Regions from separate parts of the Gossypium hirsutum genome. Here region 2 is linked to region 1. The links are chromatin contacts, called in public Hi-C maps. All regions are on one chromosome and are shown on one strand. Each heading gives the region's core, a stretch centred on a gene start, on an enhancer-like site or on the middle of the called end of the contact. The rest is flanking DNA. Distances are from core to core; before and after follow the strand shown.

The links. Hi-C and Micro-C count contacts between places; a contact is called where the count stands out from the background.
Region 2: a Hi-C map of leaf shows a contact between it and region 1, with 2.8 times the contacts expected there. The contact joins the promoter of LOC107913276 here to the promoter of LOC107913271 in region 1. A contact is called at or near these places in 2 of 34 Hi-C or Micro-C datasets (both in leaf).

The regions. Positions count from the first base shown.
Region 1 is chrD11:27,636,399-27,642,020 of Gossypium_hirsutum_v2.1, reverse strand. It overlaps LOC107913271, which reads left to right and starts at 2,321. Exons shown (of 2, transcript XM_016841804.2): 1 at 2,321-2,664; 2 at 3,012-4,460. The coding sequence starts at 3,019. The coding sequence ends at 4,086.
Region 2 is chrD11:28,048,502-28,054,135 of Gossypium_hirsutum_v2.1, reverse strand. It overlaps LOC107913276 (casein kinase II subunit alpha), which reads right to left and starts at 3,303. Exons shown (of 10, transcript XM_016841809.2): 1 at 2,747-3,303; 2 at 2,368-2,497; 3 at 2,102-2,296; 4 at 718-875. The coding sequence starts at 3,120.

The sequences.
Region 1 (5,622 bases), core at 1,072-3,571:
TCCAAGCTACCTAAATAGAAAATATACTCCTAAAATAATATGTACTAATACCTAACCATGCAAAAACTAATTACTAAATTTCCTAAGTAGGCATACCAACACACGAAGAATAACACAAGCATGGAACGAAAATAAATCAGGAGAAACTAAAGCTAAAACTAATGATAAAAGAAATAAGACTAAACATAATAGCAGGAAAAACTAAAGAAAATAAATAATAAAAAACAAGAATAAAAATAACAATTAAAAATTTTGATTAAACAGATCCTACTAAAACTAAAACTAAAAATAAGAACAATGAAAATAATAATGAAAATAACACTAAAAATGTAGGAATAGTAAAACAAATAAATATAATAACAATAAATAAAAATGAAAATAAAATAATAATAATAATAATAACAAAAGGAAAAAGAATAGATAGTAGGGAATCGATAGGCGATGGTGGCAAACGTTGGTGGTGGTCGACGGGGTAGTGCGTTGTTGTGGTCGAAGGTGGGCCAACGACGGGGTGTTTGCGCGGTGGTTAGGGACGGCGATGATAAAGTTTTGAGTTGGTAGGGAAGGATGCGATGAGAGGGATGGGAAAGGGGAAGGCAAGTGGCGGATAATGGAGAGGGAAGGATGCGATGAGAGGGAAGGATGCGATGAGAGGGATAAGAGAGGAGGGTTTCAGTTAGGAGTGGCTGGGGAAGGGAAAAAAGAAAATTAGGGGAAATGGGGAAAGGGGGAATTGCGAGGGAGAGGGAAAGAGAAAGGAGCGGTTAGGATGAGAAAGGGAAGAACTTGGGCGACGGTGGGAGGTGCGGATGGGAGTGAGAGAAAAAAAGGGCAAGGACGATTGTGGCCAGAATGGGGGGTCGAAGTGGGTAAAGGCAGAGTGGTGGCTAGGGGAAAGAAGTGAGGGAAGAAGAAGACAAAACAAAAAGAAAAGGAAAAATTAGGGTTTTAAATGGGCACAATCATGTTTAGGCTCATGTTGGGCCACACAGCTGTGTCACACACTCGTGTGCCACTCCTTCAGGCCGTGTGTGATTTAAAACTCAAAGCCTAGTGGTCACACGGCCTCGGACATGCTCGTGTGCCAAGTCGTGTGTGATTTTCTTTCGCTTCTTTCATGCCCATGTGCGAGGCCATGCGGGGCACAGATCTCACACACGCCCGTGTGACAGGTTGTGTCTCGCACACGGCCGTGTTTATGGCCTGTGTAACTCTCTGACTTGCAATTAAATTTGAAAAATTAATTCCAGTGTTCACGCGGCCTTGGACACAGCCGTGTCGCTAGGTCGTGTGGATCATCTTAGGTCGTGTAACCATCAAAATTGGATTCAAATCTTAACTCTGTATTTGACACATGTAATTGGGGGCCTTTTAAATATCTATTGTACATGATTATGATTATGAATTGAAAATGTTTTGATATTTTCATAATTGTATTTTTTTTTCATATTTTTAATTATTTATATATTTTCATAATTGTATAATTGTATAATTGAAAATGTTCTTATATTGACATTATTTTCATCGTTTATAATGTCTATTGTATGTCTTTTTTTCATATTTTTAATTGTTTAATAACTCACATTAATTGTTTATATATTTTCGAGTATCTTAATTATTATATTATTGTGCAATATAAGAACATTCTTTGGTTTCGAATACTTCACAACAAAAATTATTATGTTGATAGAACATTCTTTTTAGAGAATAATGTTTATAAGCCTTTATTGATAGGTGTCAATGAAACTTATGCCCTTGTTGTTCATGTTCATGATTATGTTGGAAGAGTGAATTAAGTTGGGTAGGGTTAACATGAGGTTAAAAAAATTAAACTTAAGCATGGCCAAAAATTAGTTGAGTCGATTGAATCGGACAGGTTAATCAACTTATGAATATCTCTAGATTAAAATATATTTAGATCATGATTAGAATAAATTTAAACATGATTTATACGTGATGAAATTTAAAACATAATAAAATTTGAAGTAAAAATCTACCCATAATAAAACTCCAAATTTCCAAAACCTAAATCTTACCATTAAGTCAAAGTATTATTAATGAAAATAATTTTTTTAACTCCAAAATAAAATTAAAAATAACACTTTTTTTTACTTAACTGTCTAAAAATTACATCAAATAAATTTTCTTAAATTCCTTATATTTAATAACTTGTTTCTTATTAGATATTGTATTGATTAATAAATAGATAATTTAAAATAAAAATAAAAAGTTAGTTGTTCATGCTGCTTCGATACTGCACTTTTTTTTTTTCTTTTAGTTAAAATATTTTTCGTCAAAATTGGATTTATTGAAAATAGATGGAGCTTTGACCTTTGTTGATAGATATTTTACTTTTCCTCTCGGAAACTGCATTAAATTCGGAAGGCTTAATTCTAAATTACTCAAAAACTGAGACGCTGATTGGACAATCCAACATTCGACCCAAAGCTAACCAGCTTAGCACTTAGCATAGTTTACACTCGTTTTCAAAACGCGCATGTTTCTTTGACCATGATCACTCCAATAGAAGCTTTCAAAGCTTCTTGCCCTAATCTCTTTGCTCTCTACTTTCACAAGCTTCTGATTGATTAATAATGCTTTTCTTTTTTTGCTGCAAATTCAGTTCAACTTCTTTGAATTCAGTTATATAGTTCCTTAATTCAGGTGGGTTTTGCTTTGTTTCTATTTTACATTTTCTTTTTCCGTTGCTTACCATTACTGCTTTACTGTTTCTTTGTTTGAGACTGGTAGTTTCAAATTTTGTAGATTTATCTTTCTGGATTTCTCTTTGATTTGTGGTTTTTGAATGATTTATTAGTTAAATGAAGTTACTTATTCTTAATGCAGTTTTTCATCTGGGTTTTGTTTGTTTTGTTTGAATTTTAGTATTTTTTGGTCCCGTCTTGCTATCTTAGAGGATGACATGGGGGTTTTGGTGGTGGTTTTGATTGATAATTAAGTAGGATTTTTATTTGGAAGTTGATTTTTTTGTTTTTTGGCTGAAATTTTAGATTTTGGATGATAGTGATGAACTTGGAAACTGAAATGCCGGGTCGACGGCATTTTTCTCTAGTAGATACTTTAGCGCTGAAATCTCAGATTGAAAGGAAGATTGGGCCTATAAAAGCTGAGAAGTACTTTAATCTGCTCACTAGATTTTTGAGTCTTAAGATTGGGAAACCCGAGTTTGATAGGCTCTGCATTGGTATAATTGGGAGAGAAAATGTTCGTCTTCATAATCATCTCCTCAGATCGATTATTAGAAATGCTTCTCTTTCGAAGAATCATCCATCAACAGGGAACAAATTGGAAGGTGCTTTAAGTGTTAAAGCGGCGAATGGGTATCAAAGAAGTAATCTTAAGTCAATGTGCAAAGACTTTCCTCAATCCCCTCGTAAGGGAAGGACTACAAATCTCCGTGATCAGAACCATCCAAGTCCTTTAGGGCCTCATGGGAAGAGCCGTGGTACTGTTTGTGAAGATGCAGTTCCGAGAGTTCAAGAACAGCAAAGTGCTACCGAGTTGCTTTCTCTGGGTAGCAGACCACCTATGTCCTTCGAAGAAGGAGAGGAAGTTGATCAAGTTGCAGGAAGCCCAAGCATTCACAGTAGGAGTCCTGTTAGAGCTCCGCTTGGCATATCTTTGAATGCTAAAGGAATGCGAAAAGTGCCATGGAACAGATTAGCATCCGCTTCTGAGACATGTCATTGCAAAGGTGAACTACCTGACACAGGTTCTTTGAGAAAAAGGTTGGAAAAGAAGTTAGAGATGGAGGGATTAAACATGTCAGTAGATTGTGCCAATTTGTTGAACAGTAGCCTTGATGTTTCCATGAAGAGATTGATAAAACCCTGTTTGGAATTGGCTGGTTCAAGGTCCGGACAGAAACTTATTGACCAAGGTCACAATTGGTCCACAGTCTCTTTGAACGGGATGCGGCCTTTGGGATATGCTCAAAAACAGAATGGGTCCATTTCTGCATCAATGTTAGACTTTCGAGTTGCAATGGAAATAAACTCCCCTCTCCTTGGGGTGGACTGGCCAACAAAACTTGAGAAGGTGTGCCTGCATGCTTCAGAAGAGTGAGCCGGAACTCACTATCCATTGGTTCTGAGTTGAACCAGGTTCCGGTGCTAGAGCAATTTTTGAGTTATTTCAGTTACGAAGTATGCTCTAACATTGATCTTGATTATTCCATTTTTTAGAACGGATGAAGTAAATAAGTATAAAGAAGGCGAAAGGGGGTTTTGGATCAAGCCAATTAGGTTGTATACAGGTCATGGCTCTGATTTATCCTCGAGGTTTGACAGCTTAACATGGAGAAATCCAATTATATTGACACTTTGTAGAAATCTACCTGTTAGAAATAGGTTAGCAATTATCTCCACCTGTTACCTATAGTTGCTGTAGTTAAGTGAAGACATATTTTCGTAATAATAAAGCATATATTTTAGCTTTCAGCTTGATCTTGTTGAATTTGTTATATGACCTTTCATTATCTACTATTTCCTTCCCTCTGATGTGGTTTGTCATTGTTTTACATTGATAAATGCATCTATGCGGTAGTTAATTGCCCTGCCAGCATAAATGAACTTATATCGAGAGCAGTGCATTTGAATGCTGAAAATAATTCGTTGTGCGAAGCTCTGTATATCCTTACATGAGATGGATGTTTTTCACTTTTTGTGTTTATTTCTCATTACGCCTATACCTGTGGACTTTTTGAATCATATCATTGCAAAAGTCGTCATTCGTACCTTTATGAGATCAGTCTGCTCTCCTTTTTATGGCATGCCAGTGCAGAACTCGAACCTTTCGTGTTTTCTGCATTTCTAGTTGGATATTGTTTGGGCATATAGCGCAAATAATAGAGAAGATGGTTTTATAGAAGCCATTTGCTCTTGTAGGAGGAACAAAAAGCGGTTAAGGAGGTGGAACATTGTCTTGATGACCAACCCCAAGGCTGATATCTCAATCGAGGTGGTCCAATGGTACTTGCTCCTGTCATGCACTTGTTATGTTTCCCTCATTGTATGCAGGATCGGATCGAGAGAAATACCAAACCGAATCTTGCCTATTAATGTTACAGTTCCGATGCTTAAAAGTGAGCTAAATAAACAGCTAAACTTAACCAACACTTGCAGTGAGTGGGAAGATCATTTTATGGATTGAAACTTATGCAGATTCTGATTTGATGAGCTGAGCTGAGCATTGATGCCTGTTTATAAAAGCAAAGAATAGTTGAACTCTTCTTGTTGTAGGTGTCTTGTAATTTTCTCTCCTTGACTTACAAGATTAAGAAATCAATTTTCCATAGGCTTAAAAGGATGGGGACCTACATACAATCGAATCTAAAAATAGAGAAAGAAGAAAAGGCAAAATGTTAAAATAAAGGCACAAAGAGACACGATGAGTTTGTGTGGCTAAGCTCAACATGACAGCAAGTAGTGGCTGGATCGGACAATGTATCCAAAATCATAACATCAGCCAGCCCCCATTATCTAAATACAAAAATTAAAAAGAGAGAGATCTGACTCCTAACCCTAAGCTGTTGTCTAATCCACATCATGTTGTTTCCCTAATTGGTTCGGTTCTTCAATGTTTCATGCCCCTTTTTAGTAT
Region 2 (5,634 bases), core at 2,054-4,553, 410 kb before region 1:
TTTCACTTGCTTCAGTTATGTCTTACCTAAATCACATGTAACGAGGATTGTGGCCTTAGGTCTCATGGCTGTACTTAATGAATTTGAACATTATAAATTCACAAGTGAAAGAGCATTTATCCTCAAAAAGTCAACCAATGTAGGAAGCACAATTTTCAATGAATAATTTATGGTAGCACCAGTAACCATAATTTAGGTAAATCAATGACATGTAACCTTTTTTATTATGATGTTATTTTATTATTTGTCTTGTTTATTATTAGACATATAGATAGATAGCTAGGATTATTAGTTACCTTTAGGATTTAAATCTAGGACTAGGATTATGAGATATCTTTAGGTTTAAATCTAGGGCTAGGATTAAGAGTTTATTTGTAACCCTAATAAAAATAAGCTGTAAATTATTCAGCCACAACTTTCTTATTATTTTCTTGAAGTAATAGAGAGAAGAGTTCCATCTTTCTTACTCATTTATTCAGCCTAGTTCTATGGATTTATTGCTCTTTTCCCCCTAAAACACATCAATCAACTTCCATTGCCATCACCTGTGTCAGCTATCCAATTCAAATATTAAGCACTTTTGATAAAGCTATATTTAAGACAGATGATTAGTTTTAATAAAAAATAGGTGGAATAATGCAGACTGTTAACATACATATACATAGGCCACTCGAAAAATTGAGAACTTAAAAGACAGATGCCAAAAAGGAGACAAACCTGGAAGCAACACGAACATTGTATTCTGTCCCTGGATGATAAAACTCTGCAAGGCCCCAATCAATAAGACGAAGTTTCCTCTGCTCATGATCAATCATCACATTATGGGGCTTCACATCTCGGTGCATAATACCTTGTGAGTGGCAATAGTCCAATGCCTAAAAATAAAATCTCAAAATACTTAAAGATTGAACCATCTCTTTTCTTTATAAACAATGGGGAAAATATAAAAATTCACATCGTATGCATAGCCATCTTACAAAGAAATCTAGATGTGCTGAAATTTTTTGAAGCCAAGGCAAATAAGAATGCACAAACATCAGTTAAAATTCAAAATATTGTGATTACATCAAAAAAGGTTCTGCAGACAACAAATTCATATTAAAAAAATACCAATTCTCACAGTTGACTATGACAGACATCTCATGCGATCTTTCAATCACAACAGGCAGAAAAGTTATTAGACATAAACCAGAACGGGAAAGAGTGTAGGCCTAAAAATAGGAAATACGACAGCATCCATTACATTGTATATGTATACTAATAATGCCACAGAAACAGTCTACAAATAATTAACATCCTTCCAACTGTGCACACATAAGATGCTTCCAGTCTATGGGCATCTATCCTCATATAAGATCCTCCAATCCAAAATAGAGAGAAATAAATCAGACACTAAGGGCGTATTCAACCTTAGGTCTATCACTCAAGCACACTAAATTTTGTCACAAACAACTATAATCTCTCGCCAAAATGGCACTATCATATTGCAAAGAAATCTAGGTATTTTCTAAGTATTTCTTAAAATTAGAGCCAATGACTACCCCAAATCAATGTGGTTCACAAATTTCATAATCCAACTGCTCAAGCATGTACTGTACAAGGTATGAACAGGGCTCTATGTTAAACAGAATCTCTATTTTCCCTGAAGTACTTGTGTTCGATGCATATTTGCAGATGGGGTATGGCATATGGTGGTTCAAATACATTGAAAAAGAAAAAATTGAGTATAAACTTGCAGATATATACTGATATACGACAATCGCCTCAAGTTTAGGTAGCATCTACAAGGCCTATACCCACCATCTCAATACAACAATACCTTCCTGATTTATGAGAAAAACATTGACATAGGAAAAATGACTACATTTAATCTAATTTTGAAGTTTAATCAACAGAAATATACTTCTAGTTCTTTGACTAGAGGCTAGGTACCAAAACCAAAGGAAATCATCTCTCATCCCCCATCATGAACTAGTTGAACATAATGTATAATTGCAGCGAGGGCTCCTTATGCCTACAAATATGCATCTCATTTCAACTTCAAATTCAATGTCAGTAGTATCTCTGAATAAACAAAGCAACTAGCAAATCATGTACTTGCCTTCAGAAGTTCATAGATATAATATCGAATATCATAATCAGACAGCGTCGGATAAAGCACTTTAAAATCCGTATTATTCACATATTCAAATATAAGACTTGGAGTCTTCGACTGCTGATCCCTAACTATATCCAGCAACTTCACAATATTCGGCCCTCCACAAAGATTCTGCAGTATTTTAATCTCCCTCTTAATCTGCATTCCAAACAGTCATTCTTAATTAAACCAACTTACATTAAACACAATTAAATTTAAGTAATACAAACCTTCTTCTTCTTGACCGGTTTGAGAATCTTGATAACACATTTCTCGTTATCCGTAATATGAACCCCCTCGAAAACCTCACTGTATTTCCCTCGTCCGACTTTCCTCACCACCTCGTAATCATCTTGTTCGCTGCCAAAACCATACTCAAATCAATCAATTAAACAAATCATTACGATGTTTCCAATAACCAGTTAAGTTCAATCTAACATTCCAGCCAATATAAAATAAAAACCCTAAGATTCAAATTTCCAATAACCAAACTGCATTAAATATAAAAGTTTCAAACTATTAAAATAAAACAAATTACGGGTAGCAATACGTATATGGAAAATAGAGGGTTCGTAGATAGAAGGGAGAATAGGAAGGAAAATAAAATACCCCCATTGAACAGTGAGGAGCTCGTAGTCCCAATATTCTTTAGGACGAATAACGTTGACATCGGCGTAAACCCTAGATTTAGATGGGGCGCCAGGGCGCCTGTTGGATTTTCCGATCTTTTGAGCCAGGGTTTCGGCTTCTTTTAGCTCCTTTAAACAAAGGCCTTTTTTGTGTTGCTGTTGTTGTTGAGAGAAGGGAAAGTATGAGGTTTTGGAGACGATTCCACGGAGAAGATAGGGAGAGGGAAGAGAGAGAGCGGAAGTTAAGGAGGAGAGGAGGGAGAGGCTAAGACGGTGGTGGCGGTGGTGGTGGTGGTGGTGATGATGATGGTGGTCAAGAGAGATTATTATGAAATTCAAGGACCTTATGGCCATTTACAGCTTGGCTTCTCACGAAAAAGGAGGGCAGGTTTTTCTTTTCTTACTAAACGACAACGTTTTCTAACTTAATTGTTTAAAAAAACAACATGCACAACAATAGCAAACGCGCCGTTTAGTCAATTGCTATCCCTATGCTTATGGTTCTGAAAGTCCGGACTAACACAATTCGGATGAACCATCGGATAATACCCAACCCATTAATCTTTCATAATCAATTAATTATTTTATTAGATTTACATGCTCTTTATTAGGTTTGTTTATATGAAAATGTTCTTCTTTTATTATTTATTATTTATTAAAATATTTGTATACAAAAATTATTTTTGAGAATACAGCTTTAAGAATTTCTCAACATCTAAAAGTGTTATGTTTAGTGAGACTATTTCCATTGCTAAGTTTTTTTTTTACTGTGAATTGGAATCATGATAATTATTTTGAAATGATTACACTACCTAGACATACATTGATATCGAGTTTTGAATAATAGTTTAAAAATTCTAATAAAACTTTAATTTTAAATACATATAAATAACCTATCAAACTTGTTAGTTTTTCATAGAAAATAAAAAAATATCATCTTCTATAGTCTACCGTAGCCTACATTAATAAGTATATCAAACTTTTAATTTCCTAACATATCATAATGGTGGTTCACTTATTGAGATCCAAACAATGACATGTTGTCAAGAATGCAGTAACATTAGAGTATTCTCTTGTAGCTCGACTTTATGGTAATATGGGTTTAGATTACCTAATGAAAAAATAATTCCTCTGTTAATGGAACGAGGCAAAATTGGAGAGTATGTGCGAGAGTTCAGGGAACTTGTAACAGCCCGTTTTTAGTAAAACTGGAACAATGATTTCGGGACCACAAATCTGAGTCCGAAAAGAAAATTTTTTTAATATTATTTTATGGTTTGAATTATAATAGGAAAATCGTATGAAAATTTTGTTAAGAAAATTTTACTGATTACATGTTTAATTGATAAAAGGACCAAATTGCATGAAATGTTAAAGTTGGTTTCTAGTAGCTATAAGTATCAAATAGCTATGAAATTCAAAGTTTGAGGTCCTTATATAGAAAATAGACCATTAAGAGAAATTAGTAGATAAGGATGATGATTCATCCATGGAAATTTAATTAAAGAAAAGGATGAAATTGGAAATAAAAGATATTAAAAGATGATAAATGATTAAATAAAGAAAATATCATCATTTATCATCGTCTTTCCCAAATTTTTTTATGGAAACCCTAGCTAAGAGAAAAGAGCTCAAGCAAGCTTTCTTGGCTTAATTAGGTATGAATTCTTGTCCTGTTTTTAGTAGCTTTTATGTTTCTGATATTGTAATAGCATAATTAAGCTATTTTGGGGATTAATTTGCAAAGTTATCAAAGTTCTAGGATTTTTCCATGGATGAATATAGTTGAATTATGAAGTTTTATGGTAGAAAATGAAAGGTTGTTGATAGATAAACAACTTTTGTTAAAGGAATTTTGATGAAAATGTGATTTAGGGACTAAATTGTAAAAATGTAAAATTCATTGAAAAATTCTATTTTTTTGAAATACATGGGCTGCTATTGATACATGTAAAATTTAGCTGGGCTTGGAATAAGGATTAAATTGCATGAATTTCATTTTCCGAGCCTAGGGACGAAATTGTCATTAATTAAAAGTATAGGGAAAACGGTAATTCTGCCTAAGATGTGACTTGGATTGAATTGAATGTAAATTTTATTAAATTGAGTTAATTTACTCGTATAGATCTGGAAAGACAAAATACGGAGCTAGATTGAGGTAAAGAAAAAGTAACGGATTAGTAGATTACAACTCACGAACATTATCGAGGTAAGTTCGTGTAACTCAATTGTGTATATTTATATGCTTATATTGAGTGTTGAATATGTAAATTGTGTAAATGTCATATATGTGTATGTAATTGATCTCATAACTGAAAATCTCTTATAAATAAATAAGTCCTGTTTGGATAATGAGATTTGATGGATACAGGGATCTGTTTCCCGAAATGGTAGTGTTCCTGCATATGTTGCGGACGTACCGTAGCTCGAAAGAGCATCCGTTACAAGCCCTTTCAAGCTTCTCATTATATAATGTTTTTGTGAGCTTTTCGTTAAATGCTCTTCGAAGCATCCTGATCAGTTGTGACCCTACATGTGTTGTAGGCACACCGCAGCTCTTATGAGCGTCCCGTTATATGGCTCTTTGTGAGCTTTCCGTTAGTGCTTGCTTGAACTTCCCGTTATATAGCTATTTAATGCTTCCTAATTAAGTGCTCTTCGGAGCTACCCGTTAATTGCTCTTCAGAGCTACCCGTTATAGGCTCTTTGTGAACTTTCCGTTATATTACCCGGAAAAGCTTCCTGTACAAGGCTCAATGAGCTTCCCGTTATAGTGCTTGAGAGAGAGCTTTTTGTTTAAGTGCTCATTAAAGCACTTTCGGATATAAATTGGCGGATTTATAGTATTGTACACTTCAGGTGTACTAC